3 separate regions of the Sus scrofa genome follow, and all the other regions are linked to region 1. Evidence: chromatin contacts called from public HiChIP or PLAC-seq data. All regions are on one chromosome and are shown on one strand. Each heading gives the region's core, a stretch centred on a gene start, on an enhancer-like site or on the middle of the called end of the contact. The rest is flanking DNA. Distances are from core to core; before and after follow the strand shown.

Evidence for each region. HiChIP or PLAC-seq counts read pairs in DNA pulled down with a chosen protein or histone mark.
Region 2: a contact with region 1 is called in an H3K27ac HiChIP or PLAC-seq map of alveolar macrophages. The contact joins the promoter of LOC100515643 here to the promoter of KIAA0368 in region 1. A contact is called at or near these places in 1 of 5 promoter capture datasets (liver), 4 of 47 Hi-C or Micro-C datasets (fetal heart ventricle, liver and skeletal muscle) and 2 of 2 datasets of contacts at active chromatin or transcription factors (alveolar macrophages and skeletal muscle).
Region 3: an H3K27ac HiChIP or PLAC-seq map of alveolar macrophages shows a contact between it and region 1. The contact joins the promoter of PTGR1 here to the promoter of KIAA0368 in region 1. A contact is called at or near these places in 4 of 47 Hi-C or Micro-C datasets (adipocytes, heart right ventricle, liver and 1 more) and 2 of 2 datasets of contacts at active chromatin or transcription factors (alveolar macrophages and skeletal muscle).

Annotation. Positions count from the first base shown.
Region 1 is chr1:252,322,976-252,326,857 of Sscrofa11.1, forward strand. KIAA0368 (proteasome-associated protein ECM29 homolog) reads right to left here and starts at 2,093. Exons shown (of 49, transcript XM_021067464.1): 1 at 1,642-2,093. The coding sequence starts at 1,663.
Region 2 is chr1:252,424,754-252,428,635 of Sscrofa11.1, forward strand. It overlaps LOC100515643 (dnaJ homolog subfamily C member 25), which reads left to right and starts at 1,604. Exons shown (of 4, transcript XM_021067479.1): 1 at 1,604-2,023. The coding sequence starts at 1,691.
Region 3 is chr1:252,393,745-252,397,626 of Sscrofa11.1, forward strand. It overlaps PTGR1 (prostaglandin reductase 1), which reads right to left and starts at 1,689. Exons shown (of 10, transcript NM_214385.1): 1 at 1,657-1,689; 2 at 154-269. The coding sequence starts at 259. It overlaps LOC110256066 (a long non-coding RNA gene), which reads left to right and starts at 1,080. Exons shown (of 2, transcript XR_002337285.1): 1 at 1,080-1,221; 2 at 1,365-3,220.

The sequences.
Region 1 (3,882 bases), core at 843-3,342:
ATGGAAAGTCAGAGGGGGCTGGAACAGCAGAAACTTCACAAGGCTTGGGACACCTCACCCTTGCTTCATTCCATTTAAAACTCACATCATCCCTAAATAACACCTTTCTTGTACCTGTCATAAACTGAAGGACAGCACTGAAGAAACAGACCCTTCAACCTAAAGCTTTTCATCTAACCACCCTAAACCCAAATAGAAATTACCATACATGTCCTGGGATAATTCAATTTCTATGACCCCAGCGTGGGCCTGCGGCGCCCTGAGACTACACTTCCCACAAAGCACCGAGGCGAACCCGAGCGGCAGGCGGGGCGGCCTGCGATTCGGGGTGACCATCGCTCTCCCCGAACGTGGATCGCCGTCCCCTGGAAAACTGCAACATTTAAGGTCAAGTGTGCACTGGCTCTCCTTTCTGAAAGCGCTGTCACCTCGAGGTTTCCCCTGCGGCTAGCGCCACGACGCTCCCTGCCCTGCCGTCCTTCCTGCTCCACCGGAGGGTCACCGCCTATTCTTGACCTTTCCACTGATTTCTAGAGTGTCATCATAAGGCACCTTCTCCCCCTCCCCGAAGCTCCGTTTCTAGAGCTCGCCCAACCTTTGGGACCAGGGGCCAAGGAAGGGTCAGACGGGACGGCAGGCACAGCCCGCCACCCCGAAGCTGCGGTCGCTCCGCCAAACCAGCCCCCGCGGGCAGGGGGCTAGGCTCCCCCCAACCTCCGGGCCGGGGCGGATCGCACACAGAGGTGGCTCCGCCCGGGGCTCCGGTTTCAATTTCGCAACGTGACGGTGCAAACCTGAGGCCTACAAACGCCGCCGCCGGCGGCCGGCGCCCCGCCCGCCCGCCAGGCCCGAGAGCCCCAGTCCCCTGCTTGCCGCGGCCGCCGCCCGCCCGGCCACCCAGCCCGGCGCCCCGGCCCGCTTGCCCGGCCCCGGCCTGGCCCAGCGCAGCGTCGGCTCCGGCTCGCGGCCGCAGGCTCGCGGTGGCACTTACTCAGCTCGTCCTGGGAGGCGGAGGCGGCGGCCGCAGCCATGTTGCGCCGGGGAGGGAGGGAGGGGCCGGAGGGGGAGGGCGCGGACTGGCGGCGCGGGGGGCTCGCCGCTCGCGGTGCGGCAGGGGCCGGGAGCCGCCTCCGGTCGCGCGGCGCGGGCCGCGCTGCGCCCACGAGGCCCGCCTGCCGCCGCCGCCGTCTGCGTCCTTCTCACTGCACGCGTCGCTCTCGCCGACCCCCGCGAGCTCGCGACTCCAGCAATCCCGCAGCCTGGCGCCTCTGCGGAGCCGCGGCCGTCCGTCGGCCGAGTCCCGGTGCGCTCGGCCCGCGCGGCGGCTCTGCGGCTCCGCGCCGCGCTCGCCCAACTCACGCCGGTTTTATATTTAGAAAGAGCTGAGCCATCCTCCCAGCGGCCCCCCCGCCGGGCCCCTCGCGCGCCCGCCCGCCCTCGCTCGCTCGCTCGCGGCTTGTCCTGCCCACCTGCCGCCGCCCGCCCCGCGCGCGGGAGCCGGCCCGCGAGCGCTCCCCGCGCGGACCCGGCACGCGGCGGCCTGCGCGGGCGGCCCGGCCTAGCCGCTGCTCGCCGCCCCCCTACACCCGCGCAGCCTGCGGCGGCCCCGACGCGAGACGGACGCGCGGGCCTCGCTCTGACCTGAGTCCGAGCCGGTCTCCATGCCGGGGATGCTGCGCTCGGCGCCGCGACGTGGGCACCCAAAAGCCTAGCGAACGGCGGGCTCGGCCCCGGGGAGCGGCGCGCCGCAGTCCGTGAGGGGCTCGGCCGAGCTGGCCCGGGCTGCGGCGGCTTGGGGAGGTCCTCAAGGCGGGGCCGGAGCTCTTTTTGTAAAGGTCTGTGGCTGTCACGTTGGCCGGTCCCGACCTGAAGAAACACGCCCGTCCAAAGGAAGAGACGTGGACTAGGAAAAGTAGAGCCGAGTTCGGAGTCGGCGGGAGGAAGCCCCGCCCTGCGCCTCCCGCCGAACTTCTCGGCCCCGCCGCTGACTCAGTCCCGGGCGAGCTCCCGCGCCGCGCTCGGCCCACGACCCCGCGCCCCGAGCTCCTTTTTTAACTTAAAGGCAGTGACAGAGTGTAGGTTTCTGATGTTCTTAGGAACTGGACTACCGAGTGAGCGAAGATCACTAAGCCCTACTAAAAGTTCAAGGAACTAAGATTTTTAAAGTTCAAATGCAAGTAAATATGCTTATATGAAATGTTAAATTTTTATTCTTATCCCGAGGTCCTTTTTGGTAACCCGAGTGATTTATTTTGACTATACTGGTTTTAACTTTATGCCTCAAAGTTTGTCCGTGAGGTCACGTACGTGAAAAACACTTCCAATATGGAATTCAAATTAAGAGGTTGCATAATCGCTGTACTTGAAGTGGCAGTACCTCACAACAAATTAGATACAAGATCAGATACTTTTTCTTTCCTTTTTTTTTTTTTTTTTTTTTTTTTTGGTGTAAGAGGAAAAAATCAAGAGCCTAAATGGATTGAAATTGCATTTATCCCTAAAAGCAGAAATGTATAAAGCTCTCGTTAATGTCTTTAAAAATGAACATGTCATGCCAGATGTAACTTGGGCAAGTTTAAAGTACTTAACACGACATTAAAGACATTTATGTCCTTTATTGTTTTTATTAGAGAAATTATAAAAAATTTCACATGATGCAGAAGATAAAATTAAAAGAGTTCCCTGGTGGCCTTGTAAAAAATTTCACATGATGCAGAAGATAAAATTAAAAGAGAGTTCCTGGTGGCCTTGGATCCAGGGTTGTCACTGCTGGGGCTCCAGTTACTGCTGTGGCAGGTGTTGAACTTCTGCAGTCCACCTGCATGGCCAAAAAAAAGTGAAAGGTCTTCCTCCCACTCCAACCATCCATTCCCCAGAGAAAACTATTTTGTTAACAGGCATAGTGAGTGTATATTCACTGAGGCCTTGTCTCTGTGCAGGTGCATATACAGACCCAAAAATAACTGAGAAGGGGGTTCAGACTCATGATAACATTCTGTATCAGAATTTTCCCCCATAATTATTCCTCCATTAATTCTGAAAATGGCACCACCGCCACTGTTCTTGTTAATGACTTCATAGCACATGAAGTAAACCAATCCCTCTTTTTGAGGACATTTTGATGTTGACACAAAATCAATACACAGTAACTATTTGCCAACAACACAATAAGTAAGTGGAAAAGGAAAGGTCCCCACCTCCCTACCCACCATCCCCTCATCCTACTCTAGAAATCATCCCTGTTAGCAGTTTGGTGCCTGCAACCTTTCCTGACCATTTCCATGGATGTATAATGGCTGCACCACGGCCTAGTTTGAGGAAACTTTGACTTCCCATAACCTCCAACAGAGTCTCCTAAAACCACCCTGCAAAAGTATAGAATCTAAGTTTAAAAAAAAAAGTTAGTTGCAATATTAACTTCCAGAGAAGACCAGTTATCAACTTCTAAATGCCTCCTATATAGAAATTCCAGAGACCTAGACATGCAAATTACATATAGGTATAGACACACAAAATTTGCTTTGACAAAAATGGAATCCTAGTATACATATTATTATGTAACTTGACTTTTTCACCAAACAACGTATCACAGGTGTCTTTCTATATAAGGTAATGATAACAGCTAATACTAATTGTGCCAGGCAATTTCAGGCAAGTGTTTTAGGAAATTCCCTTGTGGCACAGGTGGGTTAAAGATCTGGCATTGCCCCAGCTGTGGTGCAGGCCACAACTGCATTGCAGTTTCCTTCCCTGGCCCAGGAATTTCCACATGCTGCAAGTGAGGCCAAAAAAATAAAAATAAAAAAGTGCTTCACTTGGATAAGTTCATTTAATCCTTACAATAATCTTATAAAGTGGGGATTTTTATTCACAGGATGGTTG
Region 2 (3,882 bases), core at 354-2,853, 100 kb after region 1:
AATTTAGATGTTAATTCCTCTTGAAATAATTGACCTAACACTTGTCTTTGATAATTTCAAGTTAGGCTACTCTCCTATGTGTTTCTATTGATTCTATATCTCTTAATATGTTATACATTCATGTATATCATATGCATACATACACACACAGTGTAAATATGCTTATATAATATTATATATTTATCTTTACGCTGTTTCATTTTCTCAAAAATTTTGTTTTATAGTTCATTTGCTTGTTTATTGCCTATCATTCTCTCTCTTTTTAAGCCCATGCTCGTGGCATATGGAAGTTCCCAGATTAGGGGCTGAATCGGAGCTGCAGCCGTCGGCCTACACCACAACTCACAGCAACACTGGATTCCTACATCACTGAGCGGGACCAGGAATCAAACCTGCATCCCCAAGAAGACTAGTCGGGTTCATTACCACTGAGCCACAAGGGGGAACTCCTTGTTTATCATTCTCCAGCAGAATATATACTTCCTGAAACCAAGAATCTTGTCTGCCCTGCTCACTACTATATGCCCAGAGCCTACAACGGTGCCTAGCTCATAGTAAAGACTCAGTAAGTATTTACTGAGTGAATGACAGAAACAACACTTTTTATTTTATTTTGATGTCTTTTTGCCATTTCTTGGGCCGCTGCCTTGGCATATGGAGGTTCCCAGGCTAGGGGTCGAATCGGAGCTGTAGCTGCCATCCCACGCCAGAGCCACAGCAACGTGGGATCAGAGCCGCGTCTGCGACCTACACCACAGCTCACGGCAACGCCGGATCGTTAACCCACTGAGCAAGAGCAGGGATCGAAACCGCAACCTCATGGTTCCTAGTCGGATTCGTTAACCACTGCACCACAATGGGAACTCCAGAAACAACCCTTTTTAAAGCAAAGTTCTTGTGCTACACAGTCCATGCAATATTTGGGTATAGTACACTAGAAATTTGTTTATTTGAGATACAAATTTAACTGAGCAACCACTATTTGTTTCTGGCAGCCCTACCCCCAGAATACATTTGAGAATACCTGGAGACATTTTTGATTGTCACGACTCGGGTGGTACAACTGGGATTTGGTCTGTAGTGTCCACGATGCTGCTAAACATCTTCCAATGCATGGGACAGGCCTTGCAAGGCAAAGAATTATCCAGTCCAAATGTCATAATGTGGAGTCTGAGAAACCCGGCAGTAAATGGCCATGAACTTTAAGGCAGGATAGCGACTGGAATCTCTAAGTTCAGCTTCCTTTTGAAAAGGCAGAGTGGGGTTAGTGAGGAGACCTTGGGTACACATCTTGACATCCAGATGGCAAGAGAGCCGGACGACCAATTTCAGCAGGTGAAGTCAGGATGCCTAAAAGACTGGTGGGAAGGGCACTGTGGACAGTAAAGCGCTCTGCACACACTGGTTAAGTGCACGTCAGACACTGACATCCTTACGGTCTCTCCAACTGAGAACAAATCCTCAAGCCACTGGGACTAGGAGCGCGGTCAAAGACACCGGAAGCTGGCGGGGGCCTGAAGCGTCCGGCTCCCCTGGCCACAGTCGTAAAGGAAGTGGTTGCGGCAGCCGCGTCCCGTGCGCCTGCGCGTAAGCTCCGCCTGCTGACGTGGAGCTGGGCCCGGAGGCAGAGCCGGGCGCGCCGCCGAGTGCGGGAGTGCGGCTGGGGCACTGCAGCCACGGCCGAGCCGGGATGGCGGGGCCGCTAGCTCTGCGCCGGGGAGTCCGGGCTGCCGGCCGGCGCTGGTTGGTGCTGCTGCCGCCCATGCTGCTGGCGCTGCTGCTGGCGCGGCCCGCGGGGGCCCTGGTGGAGGGTCTCTACTGCGGCACGCGGGACTGCTACGAGGTCCTGGGCGTCAGCCGCACGGCGGGCAAGGCGGAGATCGCGCGGGCCTACCGCCAGCTGGCCCGGCGCTACCACCCGGACCGCTACCGGCCGGAGCCAGGCGACGAGGGCCCCGGATGGATGCCCCAGAGCCCGGAGGAGGCCTTCTTGCTGGTGGCCACCGCCTACGAGACTCTCAAGGTGAGGTTGCGAGAGCGAGGTTTCCTGTGACTCCGGCGCGGGGCGCGGCCACCTCACCACCGATAGGATGCTGCGTGACAGCCCATTCGGCCCATTAACAAAGATGGGAGCCTTGTTGGTCTTGGGGGGACATCCAGCCCTCTCCTTTTTGTGACAGTCTTTTGTTATGCAAAGCTTTGGACTCTTAGGATTTAGTGAAAGCATTTTAATAACGTGCAGCTCACACCCGGAAAGCAGGGTGATTGTTGTACCAGGATCTGTGATAGATCACAGGAAAGGTCTCCAGTGACAATGCGATCACGCCAATTGGACATAACCAATTGGGTTGGTTCGAGATGGGTTTAATTGTGACATTTCGCTTGGGTCTAAGGTTACAAAAATACTAAGAACATCGCATGTTTGGATGCTTGACTCTTGGCTCTGACACCCCTGTATGACTTTGGGTAGTGACTTCGTATGTCAGAGTACCTGTTTCTTCATATGAACAATTAAGGCTATGATACCTGCTTGTGGGCTTGTTGTGAGAATTAAATAATAAATGAGAACCCCCCCCCCCCCCGTATAGGGCCTGCCAGTAGGTGCTTAATGACTTGTGTTTTAAGACTCTGAGAATTCCTAGGGGGAAACGGTTTGAATATCTGTGTAGTCATTTGACAAATGTTTTATTGAGTCTATGGGGATAGGGAGATTTAGCCAGATCCTGTTTTCTCCTACTACTGTGAAGATGAAACCATAAGAAGTCAGAGTATAAATCATATTTGGTGTAAGTGTTACTGCCTCAAGGGCTCCATCATGGCAATGCAACAGCAGTTGCAGTCGTAGGGTATTTTTTTTCCAACCTTTCAATTTCCCTTTTTGAGGTAGAGTTTTCCTTCTTGCTGTATTGTCTCCTTTTAATGACTGCTTTGAGTGGGTATACTATAATTTAACCATGGATTATTTTTCTAGGTTAGATTTCCAGACCTGAAAATACTGAGTCAGGGAGTTAGTTAATGGCTCTTCCTTCTTGCTTTCCAGAACAGTTTGGATAATATGGAGTCATAAAACTTACTAAGTTCTTACCAGCATTGGTGAGATTTTAATTTTTATTGGTGATTAACTGAGCAATGCGTGGGAGGCTGGGAAAGTGCTGAGGCCAGAGAGCTTAGTCGTCTGTTGTTTAGGATAAAGAGGGATTGAGGAAGGACTTCAGAAAAATGGGAAAGACCCTCTTTATCAGGGCAGCCCAGCATCCAAGGCTCCAGTCTCTATTTTTCTGCAGTGAACAAAGATAGTAGTTCAGACAAGCAGCCAGAAGGCCTCCCTCTGGTCTTCTAAAGCCCTGGAGGGAGCACTGGGCACGTGGAGAACTTTCAGAAGAGAGGCAGCAGGAACGCTGACGACTGCTGCCTTCTTGCCGAGGCTGGAGATGGGTAGGTTTGGCATGAAAATGGTGAGCATGACAGACAGGACTTTGAAGATAAATGCTAAGAAATAGAGACAGTTAGAGATAGTACTGCAAATCTTGCCAGGAGGAAACCTGGGATATTCTTGCCATTTTCTTAGACAAATTCAGAGGTCAATCAGTGGATCTGTAATGGTTGCCTCTAAAGATTTCTACAAGCTTAGTATTGATTTGTCAGCTAATAAAAAGCTCAATAAAAAAATCTTTCCACTCAAGGACAAGGAACTTTGAGGGAGTTGAAAACTTGTATGTCTGGAGAAAGTGATACTTTTACTCTTGACTGGGACAGGTTTGTGGTAGCTGCAAATGCCTCCAAACAGGAAATTAGAATTGGAGTTGCACTGATGGAGGAAGGCATGAGAGAGTGTTTTATAGCTTCCCCGACCCCAGTCATTATGACTGCAAGAGAACGGAA
Region 3 (3,882 bases), core at 439-2,938, 70 kb after region 1:
CCCACTTAATCCCGCCCAAACTGCCACCCCCCCAGAATTGTGAACTAATCGGTGATTGTGGTTTGAAGTCACTGAGTGTGGAGGTAGTGTATTATTCAGCAAAGGCAAACGGATATGGTTTCTTCTAACTTAAATCTTCTGAATCTGACTTACCTCCATTTTTTAAGGGCGGGAGTTCAACTGTCTTCAGTTCAAAGTTGCTAGGAGTAGGGTAGCCTACAAAATGCTTCTTCAGGGTCCAGCTCTTAGCACGAACCATCCTGAAGCTCCTAGAACACAGTAAACGTAGTCAAGCCTCTGAAGGGACTGGATTCTTACAGCTCCCTACGCATTGCACTGAGGGGGGAATGGCAGGCTCTACCCATCATCAACTTCATCATGAACAGTTAACATCCATCACATTTACTTAGTATTCACTGTTTCTATTGATCTGTTAAGCACTTCATACTTATCAACTCCTTCTATCCTCATAACTTCCCTCTAAGACAGCCGTTATTATCATGGTCAGTGTACAGATGAGGAAACAGTGGCTACGTCGGAAATCTCCAACGCAAGGAATAATGTGAACCCACACAAATTCTTCCTAGCCACTGCGAAGGTTTCGTTAGGGCACTGAACAGCTACCTGGCGTGCAAATATTCCACTTCTCTCCTCACATGAAGCGAATTCTAAGGAAAAGCATCAAACACAACCAAATCGAAGTCTATGCACGTCTCTCAGATGGACAGCTTTGCCTTCCGAGGCAAGCCGTCTCAGGAACACATGACAACCACCGGGCGGCGCTGCTGCTCAGGCGCGAGTTCTCTTTGGCACCAAAGGGGAAATCGAGGGTCAGTGTTTAAACTTGCCTGCACACAAGGCCAAGAGACGATGACTCAGGCGGCCCTGAGCTCTCGGGGTAGCACCTCAGGCTTGGACCGATCTCTTCCGCATCACATGGGAGCCGTGCCTTCCCCCAGGGGGAATCGGCTGCAAACGCGCCCGCAGGGGCTGGCCCTTTCTTTCCTTTCCCGCCCAGTGCTCGCGATTGGGGCCAGTGGCAGCCTGGAGGGGACACTTCCGTATTGCAGACACAGCGGTCGGGGTGGTGCGACCCGCAACTGTGCGGGTCCTACTTGTCTCTTTTTCCACAGAAAGACAGCCGCTGCGAATTCTGGACTCACCCAAAGTCCAGAAGCTTCCCTGTAAAGGGCATGGCCGCCGAGGCAGCTGAAGATCCCGGTGAGTCCCCACCCGCCAGAGGAACGGGGCCTGGTGGGATGCCAGGTCCGGGCACACTCGCCTCCAGATCCCACCTCCTCGCCTCGCCCACACCCGTGTCTTAACCGAATTCCGACGCCTTTCTTCTTCCACACCTGTCTCAGGTTTGCAGTCCCGCAAGTTCCTTAGCCAGCCCCCTCCCCCGGGCAGGCAGCTAAGCCGCGCACCCACAACGCTGCCAGGCAATGGCCTTCCCTCTCGCAGCCCTTTCCGATCGCTTCAGGAATCTGCATGGACCAGGAAGCATCAGTCGGGACATCCTGTTTCCAAGTTTCCTCTGAGTGCAAGACGCAGAGTGGCACAGCGTTACGAGAGGGCGAGCAATCTGCAAACGCCGAGCTACAGGGGAGCCTAGAAACGGCAGGGACAAAGGGTGGGGTGTGGAAGTTTACTTACAGGAGTCTGCAGGCTCCACTACCTAAAGCAGGTGGTTGGGACTGCGCCGCAGAGCGTCTGGAGCCGGTGTTTAGGTGGATCCCCGAAGGGGGTGAGGCTTGAGGCTTTCCCCAGGGCGGGGCTTTCTGGAAGGGTGGGGGGAAATGCTGCGTAGGAAAGCCAGCCCTGCCCCTTGCTGCTCAGGCAGGCAGGAGAGAGAGAAAAGGCGGGAAAGGCGGGTCTCCCAGCGGCCCCAGTCAGTCCCAGGCTTCCCACACTGTCAATTATAGACCCCCAACTCTGAGCCCAATCCTGGTCAGTCCTGTAAACGGAGAAATAATGCTAAGACCACAAATGTTACCCTTCTCCATAATCATTCAGTACATTTAGAAGGTTTCTCCCCTGGTTTTCACAAAAATGGAATCATTCCAAAGATAAGACTCAGCACCTTTTTCTTCAGCCTGAACATTCTCAGACCAGGGTTACCTAAACCAGTTGTGTTAACCAGGGTAGGATTCCTTTTTTCCCTTTGCTTGGTTTTCTTTCTTTCTCTCTTTTTTCAGAAGACTAATTTTACTTTTACCCGCTTTTGGTAATATGTGCAATGTTAGAATGCACTTGCATAACATGTAGTTAAGTAAATCAAATAAAGAATCCAGGTCATGAGTTACAGCACACGCTGGAAATTCTGAGAAAGGAGAACACACATTAACAAAAAACACCAGCAAGCTCAAACTCAGGTTTATATGCTGAGTATTTTTAAAGGCTTTAAAAAGCATGCTCAATCAGCATACAGCATTTTCTTCCTTATATAACAGATGTGCTTCTATTTGCTTGTTTACAGCAAAGGGTAAGATTCTGAATTAATTTACTTAGGATTTCAGAAATGCATTCCATGGATTTTGCTTCAATGCTCCTGCCATTGATTCTTCAAATAAGCAAAGTTCAGAGTTTCATCCTTTGAAATTGCTTTTAATCACTAGCAGTTTAAATTGAAAGATAATAAGTAGAAACCTGGCAATTCCTCATATACTGCCTGAACTTAAGTCTCATTTAATATAAGAGTTGGATATACAACAGCAAATTTATCCATTTTCTCTATCCTTAGAGGAGAGGGAAGGAAAATAAGATGAGGCATGGATATAGTTGCAGTGTTTAAGAGCTGAATGGAACAGTGAATCTTTCGTAATGCTCTCAACTCCATAATGAAGAACCACCATGAATCTTAATCAATTTTTTAGTTCATGCTGGATGAAGAATTTAGGTTTCCCTCTTTGTATATCATACTTCATATTCTCCAAGTTACAAAGGTTAAATTACAAAGATAAATTCTCCAAATTACAAAGGTTAAATTACAAAGATAAATTCTAGCTGCAACAGATATTTCCTAAGTAGGAGACCAAACAGCAAAGGGAACTCTTTCTTCCAACATTTGATATGTTAAAATTTCACTGAAGTGGTAATCTAACACTTAAAATATGAAATCTCTTGGCCAAGTAAGAAACAACCGCTACTATGGGTATTATCCTACTTAAATGTATCACATATTATATTAAACCCACCATTAAATGTGCTTGCACAGTTACACTGTGAATGATGATAGCAGTGACGATGCCAGTGAAAAAAGGACCATCTTTAGACCAAGAAGAGAAAAAAAATGTAAATACAAGTAGAAAGCAGACTTTAAAGAGTCGGTATTTTCCGATCTGAAAAGTACATTTTTAAATGATTTTTATTTTTTCCATTATAGTTGGTTTACAGTGTTGTCAATTTTCTACTGTATAGTGAAGTGACCCAGTCACACATACATATATACATTCTTTTTCTCACACTATCCTCCATCATCCTCCATCACAAGTGACTAGATATAGTTCACAGTGCTATACATATACAGCAGGATCTCATTGCCTTTCCATTCCAAGTAGATGCAGTAGTTTGCATCTACTAACCCCAGATTCCCAGTCCATCCCACTCCCTCCCCTCTTGGCAACCACAACTCTGTTCTCCAAGTCCATGAGTTTCTTTTCTGTGGAAAAGTTCATTTGTGCCATATATTAGATTCCAGACATAAGTGCTATCATACGGTATTTTTCTCTTTCTGACTTCACTTAGTATGAGAATCTCTAGTTACATCCATGTTGCTGTAAGTGGCGTTATTTTGTTCTTTTTGATGGCTGAATAGTAGTCCATTGTATGTATGTACCACATCTTCTTAATCCATTCATCTTTCAATGGATATTTATTTAT